3 separate regions of the Sus scrofa genome follow, and regions 1 and 3 are each linked to region 2. Evidence: chromatin contacts called from public Hi-C data. All regions are on one chromosome and are shown on one strand. Each heading gives the region's core, a stretch centred on a gene start, on an enhancer-like site or on the middle of the called end of the contact. The rest is flanking DNA. Distances are from core to core; before and after follow the strand shown. Region 1 holds the start of CLYBL (citrate lyase subunit beta-like protein, mitochondrial). Region 2 holds the start of ZIC5 (zinc finger protein ZIC 5). Region 3 overlaps CLYBL (citrate lyase subunit beta-like protein, mitochondrial).

Evidence for each region. Hi-C and Micro-C count contacts between places; a contact is called where the count stands out from the background.
Region 1: a contact with region 2 is called in a Hi-C map of undifferentiated spermatogonia, with 1.9 times the contacts expected there. The contact joins the promoter of CLYBL here to the promoter of ZIC5 in region 2. A contact is called at or near these places in 2 of 47 Hi-C or Micro-C datasets (epiblast stem cells and undifferentiated spermatogonia).
Region 3: a contact with region 2 is called in a Hi-C map of epiblast stem cells, with 3 times the contacts expected there. The contact joins the enhancer-like site here to the promoter of ZIC5 in region 2. A contact is called at or near these places in 5 of 47 Hi-C or Micro-C datasets (brain, embryonic fibroblasts, epiblast stem cells and 2 more).

Annotation. Positions count from the first base shown.
Region 1 is chr11:68,506,278-68,509,835 of Sscrofa11.1, forward strand. CLYBL (citrate lyase subunit beta-like protein, mitochondrial) reads left to right here and starts at 1,551. Exons shown (of 9, transcript XM_021065861.1): 1 at 1,551-1,670. The coding sequence starts at 1,606.
Region 2 is chr11:68,828,781-68,832,197 of Sscrofa11.1, forward strand. It overlaps ZIC5 (zinc finger protein ZIC 5), which reads right to left and starts at 1,692. Exons shown (of 2, transcript XM_005653825.3): 1 at 19-1,692. The coding sequence starts at 1,561.
Region 3 is chr11:68,565,155-68,568,808 of Sscrofa11.1, forward strand. The region is part of intron 1 of CLYBL (citrate lyase subunit beta-like protein, mitochondrial); the gene reads left to right. Among named protein-coding and RNA genes, the nearest start is that of CLYBL, 59 kb to the left of the region's middle. Within about 2 kb of position 1,502, at least 16 of the 83 cell types and tissues checked have an H3K27ac peak or open chromatin away from gene starts, as enhancers often do. A contact at or near this core is called in brain and epiblast stem cells, where this site is marked.

The DNA.
Region 1 (3,558 bases), core at 301-2,800, 320 kb before region 2:
GACTGGGGGATGCTATGCATTGTCCGTGCGGGCCCTTTGAGCAGGTGGCAGTAGGGTCAATGTCCAGGATGCTGAGACGGGTGTAGACATATGCATTGTGGGTATAGGAAACAGCATGTGTGAAGGCCCTTAAGTGGGAGAGGGCTTATCAAACTCAAGAAATAACTGCACAGAGAGAAGATGGATGGCCTGTTGCAGAGACGGGCAGGGGCCAGATAGAGTAAGGACTTCAGATGAAAAATTGGGGTTTTACTCTAACTGCTTCTGTCCAAAGTTCATAATAACAGAAGTAAAATCAATGAATCACCAAAGTAGTAATTAGCAAAATCTTATTGTGCACATACCAAAAAGACATTTTGCAAACTGGGAGCTCAAACTGAAACATGGAACAAGGCTCAGGGATATATTGTTATAAGCAGTTTATTTAGTGAGAAGGAAGTGATTGTTTATTCTTCACAGTGATTGGTTATATTAGAATTTTCTTAAATGATAGGGAACTAGTCAGTGGTTACCTCATTTCAACCTTGGGAAATAGTTCAAGGTTTGGGTATGATTTCCAGAGGCATAAGCAAGAAATGACCTAGGTTGAGCTGTCTTGCGAAATAAGCTAAATCAGACGTTGCTTGTATGATGACATTGTTTGTCTGCTCACAGAATTTTCAGGGTTGGTCTCCATTTGTTTTTTATTTTAACGCTTTTCACTGGAAGTCGCCAGAGTTTTAAGAAAGGAATTGGTGTGATGATGATAATACTAATAAGTAATTAACATTGCTGAGCACAAGCTCTGGGCTAGGTGAAGTTTTAAGCTCTTTATATATATTGACTCAATTTAGCCTAATAGCAACCCTGTGAGGTGAGTACTGTTTCCATTACCGTCTTATAGGAGGAAACTGAAGCATGGAGAGCTTAAGAAATTTGCTCTAAGTCGCACATCTGGAAAGCTCCGTTTTAATATCTTATCATTCTCCTAACTGTGAAGACGGAGGGGTTGTATTTGCTGACAGACTGGCAGGAAGGACCTGGGCTGAAGAGTTGTGTTTGCTGCCCACGTCCTCAACAAGCACTTCTCTAGCCCAGAAAGCTGCCGGCAACGGCTATTCTGATCCTATTACAGGCATGTCCGTCCCTGGACGGATTAAATGTTAACCGAGGCACGCACATGGTGAGGCTCACAAAGTTTGTTAGGTAGTCTTTTAACAAAAACAACAGAAAAATCTCTAGAAAAATTGGCCAGGTCTGGCTGGGAAAATGCAAGGTCTCTCGAAAGCCGTCCTAAAAAAAACCCAGAAGAATGGGAAGGGTTGGATTCAGTCACCAAAAAAAAAAAAAAAAAAAATGCTCGAGAAGAAGCCATCCACTTGGACTCCACTCTGCCCCGCGTTACATTCCTGGAAGGTCTGAGCGCTCGAGTTGGCAGGTGCGCAGAGCGGGAGGGCGTGGCTTGCGGGGGGCGGGGCAGGCAGCTTGGGAAACGAGGTCGAAGCGGGCCGTGCGCGGGGCGGGGCGAAGTAGGGGTATCCTGGGGCGTGGCGACGTGGGGGCGTGGCCCCGAGGGCGGGGCGAAGTGGAGACGGACTTGGCGGGGGCGGGGCGCGCGTTGAGAAGATGGCGCTGCGTCTGCTGAGGAGGGCGGCGCGTGGAGCGGCGGCCGCGGCGGCGCTGCCAAGGCTGTGAGTGCAGGTCCCTAGTCCCCTCGCCACCCGGCCGAGCTCGCCCAGGGTCGGTGCCCGGCTCAGCGTTTCGGGCTGAGCGCGGCCTTCCGCGTCCCTGGAGGGAACTCCCGCGGGCCACGAGCACCGTGCGCCTCCCGCGCGCGGGCTCGACCTCAGCCAGGGTCGCCGACGGCCCGCGAGGGTCTCTCCCACGGACTGTGCCTCCCTGGGGGCCGGCCTTTGCTTGGGCCCGGAAAATGGGTGCAAACATTGGATTTCTCAGACCCAGAAAAAAAGCTAGTCTCCCCACAAATGGAAACCATGAACGTGTGGGTGTTTTATTAAAGGGAGCCTGAAATTATCAGGCTGGCCTGATGATGCCATCTTCCCCCTAGTTGTCAGCACCGCGGTTCCCAAACTGTGTGCTCTCAGGACCCCTTTATACACTGAGAAGTTACGAGGACCCCTGAAGAGTTTTTGCTTATATTTGTTCATTTTTACAGCATGGGGAATGAAAGACAAAATTTTAAACTACTCATTTAAAAATAGCAAACCCATTTGTATTTAACACAAATGGCATCTTTAATGACAAATATATTTTCCGAAAAATGAGAAGAGTGGCATGGTTGTATATTTTTGAATATCTCTTCAGTGTAATAAAGGACAATTGGAATCTCATATCAGCTGTTTTGGAAGAAGTTTACTAAAAAATTCCAGGCTCCTGCACACATTAGTTAGAAAAGGGAAGACTTTGCAGACCCTCTAAAAGGGTCTCTGGGACCCTCAGGTGTCCTCAGATCACACTTTGAGAACCGCTGGTCGAGACTAGCTTGTTTGCCCGTGTCATGCACACACATGATTCTATTCCCTGACTACCATGTGAAGGAGCTGGGTGACCCGTCTCTAAAGATGAAGAAACCGACTCTCAGAGAAGGTACATGACTCTCAAAACAGGAGAGTTCAGAAACCAAATCCTTTGCTTCTGGTGTGGAACATCTGCTTGCTCTGTGTTTCCTGAATCGATGGTGTCCCTGCCAGGGCCTGCTCAGTCTTACGCTTCCCATTTTCCCATTTCCTAGACCTGGGCCTGGTAATGGGATCACCCCTGGGCCAGAGGAGCTCCCGAAGGGGTATACCCAGACCCTTGCAGAAGGTCCCTTTTCTGGACTGTGAAGGGGCCCGCTTTTGTGGTGTGTTCAACAGTGGGTCCAGTGGCCACACCCAGTCACCTACTTTTGAGGCTCCTGGGGCTCAGCCCACGATGCTCTTCACCTCCCTAGGCACACTGGTTAATTTTCAGTATACCCATACACCGCACCCAGCCCCTGGCAGCAGGCTTTCATGCAGGCCTGCATCCAGGTCAAGTCCTGTGGGTCCTGGCGCCTTCAGAACGCATGGGGCTGGGAAAAGTAAATAAGCTGAAGGCCAACCTAAAAGGCCCGCCTAGGGATGCCTTAATTTCTACCCCAGTTGGTTTGCATTTCAACTCCAGGCCATCGGACCTGCTTCTGGAGGCTTTTTTCTTCTGTTTTTGGTCTCAGCACCATTGCCCGTAGGCTGGTGTTGACCCTTCTTCCCAACCCTCCAACAGTTGCCCCTTTACAGTGCTGTCCCTGATGCTTCCCTGCCCATCCTGTCTCCAGCCGTGCATCTCTCTGTGGCCACGGCTTGATTTATGTAGATACTCTGCCCTCAACTTGGGGGAATGTAACTCCCCATGAGTATTTGTGCTATTGCCAGGGATGGCTTTTAAATTCCCTCAGCTGGCGGAACAAACAAGTATGTGTGAATAGTAACCCGTGCATATACACACATCTGTAAATGTTTCTCATGTAAGCATCTGTATCTGTATTAAACTAAACATGAGTTCATACTGTCTCTAATTCCAACCCACTGCCACATGGAT
Region 2 (3,417 bases), core at 442-2,941:
CCGGGGACAGACACCCACCTGTATGAGTGCGCTTATGGATCTTGAGGTTCTCGGAGCGCGCGAAGACCTTGCCGCAGCCCGGGAAAGGGCAGGGGAAGGGCTTCTCGCCGGTGTGCACGCGGATATGGTTGATGAGCTTATATTTGGCCTTGAAGGGCTTGCCCTCGCGCGGACAGTCTTCCCAGAAGCAGACGTGGCTGCTTTGCTCGGGGCCGCCCACGTGCTCCACCGTGACGTGGTTCACCAGCTCGTGCATGGTGCCGAAAGTTTTGGAGCAGGGCTTGGCGCCGCCGGCCGGGGGCGGTGGCGGTGGCGGCGGCGGCGGCGGCCCGGCCAGCTCGTCGGGGTCGATCCACTTGCAGATGAGCTCCTGCTTGATTGGCTGCCGCATGTAGCGCAGGAAGGCCCCGGCCGCCCCTGGGAGGTGGGGGTGGTGCTGGTGCGGGTGCTGCGCGGGCGCCGGCGGCGGCGGCGCCGGGGGCGGCGCGTGGTGTTGCAGGTGGGGCCCCGGTCCGGCCGCCGCAGCAGCAGCCGCCGCCGCCAGGTTCAGGTTTAAGTTCACGGCTCCGTAGCCATGGAGGGCGGCGGCTGCAGCGGCCGCCACAGCCCCGTAGTGCGCATCCCCAGAGCGCGGCGCGAAGGGCGGCTCCGCGCGGCCATACAGCTCAGCGGCCGCGGCTGCCGCTGCGGCCGCCAGCCCCAGGCGCATCTGGCCGTTGAGCGGGTGCGGGTGGCCGCCGGGGCCTCCCGGCGGGTCGTGCAGCGCGGGGAAGAGCGCCGGGCCCCCGCCGCCGCTGCCGTCCGGGCCAGCGTAGGTGCCGCTGGCCGAGATGAACATGCCGGCCGAGTGGGGAGGCGGGGCCGAGTGCTGGGGGGAGCCGGTGCCGGACCGCTGCTCCCCTCCGAGCGGGGCCCCGTGCATGGCCGCCGCGGGGGCCGTGGCGGAAAGGTCCCTCCGGAGGACGAAGTCCCTGCTGTGGCCTTTGCCGCTGCTGCCGCCGCCGCCACTGTTGGTGGTGTAGCCGGAGAGGGCAGGAGGAGGGGGAGAGGGGGAGGGAGAGGGAGGGGAAGGGGGTGAAGGGGAGGGAGGAAGAGGAGGGGCTGGGGGCGGGGGCGCGGAGGATTGCACGCTGCTGCTGCCCCCGCCGCCAGGGTAGGTGCCGGCGCCGGGGTGCGCGACCGAGGCTGCAGCGCGGGCCGCGGCCGCTGGGGCCTCGGGCTGGGCCGGGAGCGCCTGGGAGGGAGGGCTGAGGCCGAGCGCGCTCGCCTGGGCCATGTGCTCGGGTCCGAGCGGAGTGATGGCCACGCCGGGGTCAGCGCCCAGGTCCCGAGGGCGGAGGTGCGCGGCTGTGGCGCGGAGTTGGGAGTGGGCGGACGGGCTGGCCAGCGCCGGGAAGCCAGTCATGTTCTGAAGCGGCCTGGCCTGAGCCGTTGCCAAATCCGCTAATCTCAGCGCTGGCGTGTTCCTCTTGCTCAAAGGGGGCTCCATCACAACTACACAATCAGACCCATAGACCCTCACTGGGGGTACTTTTTTCCCTCGGCCCGCCCTCAAAAACATGTATGTTAGGCGCTCTTTAACTTCTTTGTCCTGGCCTCCTAACTCTGCTTATTCCGGTTCCCACTCTGTCCTCCAGCGATTGGCAGAGCGAACACCACATTTGAGCTGCACAGTGGGACCGAGATTTTGGAAATGGCAAGGGTGGGATTGGAGGGAGCCGTGTGATTGGCAGCCGCCGCAGTTGCCCGATTGGCTCCCTTTCAGGCCCGCGGCCCAGCGGGGATCCGCCCCTGTGCTCGCTGCCGCCTCCTGCCTTTGCTTTGCGCCCCCTCCTCCCCCGGAGCCCTGCGTCCCCGCCTCCCCGGGGATGCCCAAGTTGCACTTGCAGAAACTTTGCTCTCGGCCTGCGCGCGCAGCGCTCCCATGACGCGCCTTGAGGAGAGGAGAGCGTGCGCCGGCACGCGGCAGAAGGGCGCCGGAGGCTCTGGGCTGGGCCCCCCCGGGGGGGCAAAGACCGGGCGGGTGAGCCCCGAACTTCAAAAACCTCCGCTCCCTGCGTGCAGCGTCCCTTCCAGCATCCTCCCGCTTTCTGTCTCCTCCCTGGGATGAGCTCTGGGCTGCTCCCTCGGGGAAGAGGTTGAACAGATGTAGGCGCGCCTTCGTACTTGTAGAGGTGGTGCTGGAAACTTATTTGGGAAGGACACTCCGTCTGCTCAGCGTTCGTATAGGGCGCACTGACAGTAGATGGAATGAGCAAGGATATTAAAATCCTATTGGTTGCAAAACCCACCGAGTGAAGTCAAAATAAATCTTTCCCGAAAGCAACTGTTTTACCTCCACTTTTTTAGCTCATGGAATCCTTTTCAACATGGTTCAAAAGAGTTAGCTCGAAGTGTAATCTCACTGCTCCTCGGTTCTAGATCTGCCACTTCCAATTAGGTCTACCGGGGGAAAAAACATCGGGCAGCGATTCTAACTTTTGCCTCTCGGAGATACGGTGGCAGGGCAGGCCAAACAGCATCTCTCCAGAGGAAAGCAGCTAAATAAATGATACCCTTTAAGCAGAAGTTCTTCCAGTCGAGAACGCCCTCCACGCGTGTGCCTCAGTTTCTTTGCAAGGACCACGGATTAGAATTGATCCAATAAAATAAGTATTTAAAATCAAGCAATATTTGCGATTTACTTGCTAGTAGAATAATCTTTTATCCTATTACTGTTTCCTAATAAACTCATCTAGCTGAGCTATGTCTTACTTGAAAACGATAAAAGCTAGTTTTGTTTTGTTTTTGTTTTTGTTTTTTAATGAGACTCTTCCCTTTCAAGCAATATACTATCAAGTCTTTTTTAAAAAGAGAAAGGTTCTTGTGTCACGGGTGGAGTGGGGGTGGAGAAATGTGACATTCCTGCAACTTTAGGGATCTTACTGCCCCAAAGTGTCACTTCAGCATTTAAAAGGAAAACATCTTAAAATTTTGCCATGTTCCATGATATGCAAAAATTAAAATCAAGGGTTTCAATTTTTATTTTGTACCCTACATAAAATTATTTGAAAAAAGGGACTTAAACATGGGGATTTTTCTTCTGGGATAGAGTAAAACACGTTAGCAGCTTAATTCGTTTTGCCGTCCAAGTTTAAAAAAAAAAAAGTACATAAAGCCATCTTCTGGAAGCTCGCCCTGAGAAGTGGTAACAAATGTTTTCCAAAAAGAGCTGATTTGATAGCCCGATTTCCACCGATGTGACCCATGTTTAACAGGGAATTTCCCTGTGAGCCTTGGGAATGTCATTTCTCTTAGAAAACTGACAAGCAAACAAAGAAAGTACTACAATCAAATTTCAAATGGGCTTTTTCTTTAAGCTGCAGTGAAGCTCAAATATGAGGAAATAAGAAAGGCATGAGGGCAAACAACGAAAAA
Region 3 (3,654 bases), core at 252-2,751, 260 kb before region 2:
TCTTCAGTCATTTTTGAGGGTGTCAGTAAAGGGAAGGGAAGTTGAGAGGAAAAGAGTCATTAAAAAAAGATAAGTGAAAGAAATATTTTAAAATATTTCTATGAAAAATTATGGGTGAGTAACTCGTAAAGAAATAAAAATCACTTAAGGTTAGCAATTTATTTTATCCAATCATTTTCTATCAAGGGGGCATTTCCGTACGCTGAGATTCGAATGCAAAATGTCTGGGGGTAGGAGGGAGGAAGCATAGGCAGGAAGCCACAATGGATGTTGTCTTTATCAAGGTGCGTGTGGTGTAAAAGCAGAATTGCATCTGAACGTTCTGTAATCTGTTGTGCTGTGTAAAGAAACACATTTCTGTCTGTCAACTGAAATGGATTCTGCTCCTGCCTGGTTCACTTCTCTCTCAGCTGTGTGGACATCTTGGGGAGCGTTTGGAGCGTCCGTCCGTGCAGACGTGCTTCATCTGTGCGCTTCGTAGCTGAGATAACAGTGCTCTGAGCCCCACTGTTAAGGTTAACCTGTACACTGCAGAAGGACAACAGATGGAAATTCTGGTTTGCAGCCACTGCAGAAAAATAAAAACATGTTCCAAAGGGAAAAGGATCTTGTATTTCTGTGTTTGAACCTTTGATCTTCGTTCACATCTGAAGGGAAGGCTAGACCTTTTGGTGGAGACACATGGCTTTGCATCTGTGAAAACACAGCTGTATATAGCAAAACAAAACTGGTGGAAAATACAATGGTTTTGCTGTGTCAGGCTAGCTGCTAATGCTTAAATTCTATACAAATATTGTCTTTTGATAGCTCCTTCAAAAATCCTTCTTGACTTTCTATGTAATTGTTCAGGAATGTTTTATTCTTTTAAATTCAGATTTTGAGCTTTTTGGGATTAAGGCATATGGGTCTCCATCTCCTTACTTTTTAAAAGGCAGTAAACTAATGGATTTTAGTTAAATCATAGTAAATTATCTAATTTTGACCAAATTGTGAAGGGGGGGACAAGGGATGGATAGAAAAAAAATTAGGCCTTTTTTAAAAAGGTAAAGTTCTAACTCGATCCTTGATTCTGAAAAATTTTTTTTTTCTTTTAAGATGATATTGCATGGGCTTTGTGCTGCAAGTTGCATCTGAAAGGCATCTTAAGCGCTCTTGAAACTCAGCTGCTTTGTTTTGAGCAATTAAGGTTGTTATTGAGTGCTTTAAGCAGCTCGGCGTTCCTTCTTCTTTAAATAGTCGTCTTGGGCTAGTTTCTTTATCAGCGTTTCCCAGTAACTAAGCCAAGTTTGTTTCATTAGGAGGCACTTGCCTTGAACCTCCACGTTTCCTCTCAGTCCCAGGCGCGGAGCCCGAGTCTGTGGTCCCCCTTATCCTGCCCCGTACGCTCGGTTTCCTACTATTGAATTGGCAATCGCTTTCCGTCCCTCCCCTTTCCGCTGAGGCTCTGGCCCCTGTAGGCCCTCCCTCCTCAGGGCCGCAGGAGTGGGGTGCAGCGAGGTGGTGGGCCAAGACGAGGATGAGAGTTTGCTGTGCAGCAGAAGGCCGCCCCTGCTCTACACCGGTGTGCCTTGCCTTTCTGCGATGGGGCCCCCGCCAGGGCCCAGCGATTGTGCTGTCACCCTCCGCACCCTCTCCCCCGCCAACAGCTTCATCAGCAAGCGACCCAGCCGACTTTGGCAAGGTGGCTTTCTTTGGGAAAGATCATTTTTGTCAATAATGCTAACAACCTCCAGTGTTGATCATGCGGACGGGAAGAGCCGGAGCCGGCTAACACATCCTTCCACACGCAGACCCAGAAAGTTGCCCCTTTGAAGTGCTGGTTCCCGCCTCACCCTTCCAGGAGGGAAGAGGGGAAAGAAAACAAGCGTGGAGATCTGAAGCCACCGAGGAATGCCGCGCTGAGGGCTTTCCTCGGCATCCCTGCCCCTCTCGAGGTCCTCCCCTCCTTTCAACTCCCTGCCCTTTGAAACTGCGGGGTTCGGGTGGCCAGGCCTCCCAGCCGGGCCTGCTGTAGCCGCAGGCCCTGTCCCCTTCAGCGCCGGCGGTGGGGCGGGGGCCACCTGGAGAAGCGGGGAGCGCGCCCAGCAGATCCTCCCGCAGGGTTGTGGCTGAAGGCTCGATCGGTGGGGAGGAAAGAAAAACCCCCCCCCCCCAAACAGAAAAAGCCCTCCCCCAAGCCCAGACCCTCCTCCACCCTCCACAGCTGCATTTTGTTCCCGGGACTGTTGGTGTCACTAGAGCCTCTTTTTTTGCAGCTTGAGAAGATAGTGTAAGGTCTTGTCAAGCCTATTAATTTTTCAGGCAGAACAGATCAAGCCCGCCTTTGATGCTGCTGTTTCCTAATTTAGTATTCAAAGGTAAAGGATCCTACCTTCTCTTCACTCTTTACATAATTAAAAGAGATTTGTTTTTTTTCCCCCCAGTGGCAAAGAACTAGTCGTGTGTAGTATTTTTTCAAGTAAAAGGTCTAACTTTTTATATAACATCTGTTCTTAGGCTCTTTCCTAAATATAACCAATATTTGCTTTTTGCTGGTACTTAGTTGCATACCATTCACCCTGCATTTTAATTTTTGACAGATGGGGTTATAAACAGTGTTCCCCCCTCCAGCTCATTCCTCTAAGTTTAAATATAGGTATTTCTGTTCTGACAAACTGAGAGTGCAATTAAAAATAAAACGCTAGAATCGTCAGAATATCCTAACTTGTCCGTCACTCTCGATTTTATTTTATGCTGGAGCTTTCTAGAGTTCGCTTAAGTGGACTTTCACAGGTTTCCATCTGCTGTCTTTAATGGCAAATTGTGACCCTCAAAACCACTTCAGGGCCTTTTGTGTTCTTATCTACGCATTTCAATACCTTCTGGGGAAGCGCCTTTGGTTTCACTACATATGCAAAAAGGCTGGCCCGAATTTTTTGACACCCCCCTCTTTATTTGTTGGTGGAGTCTTGTTTTCCATTGTTTGGTTGCTGAAGTTGGCAGAAGTCATTTATTCGCCTTATTCTTTGTTGGAACGAAATCTAAAAACATCCCAGAGTATTTTAAAAATTAATGCATGCTGTTGGAACTGTCCTGTATTAGCATAGTTGTATTTTTCCATCGTAAGGGAGATAATATTTTAAAGGTACTAGGTAGGAGTAGTCACCAGAAGCCAATTAAAATCGCTAGGATTCTATCCACAACCTGCTTGGCGGCATAAACAATTGCTACGTGGAAATAAAGCGGCCGCTCTGTGCGTAGGGCCCTGCTGTACCCGACTGGGCAGTGACTGCAGTCCCTCTGCTAGAAGAACCACAGGGCTGGTTCCTGGGCATTACCATCGCCTGGGTTTTAAAAACTTGATAATAAGGCCACACACAAACAGATTTAAAAAGAAAAAAAAAAAAAAACAAAAAAACAAAAAAACCCATCTCCTTTGCCTATGGAGGGAGAGGAATAGTGACATTATTTTCAGGTGTTTGAGCTTCTTAGCAAGAAGGAACAAATACCGAGATTCCTCAAGAGCTTGGTGTGAAGGGAATAAATCGAGGCACTGTCCTGACCCATCCAGCTTTCTGTAAATGATGTGATTAAAAGGGACATCTGAGAGCAAATTTATGAAGTTGTTATGGCAACTGAAACACTTGGATTGAAATATGTGTGTCTGAAACATGA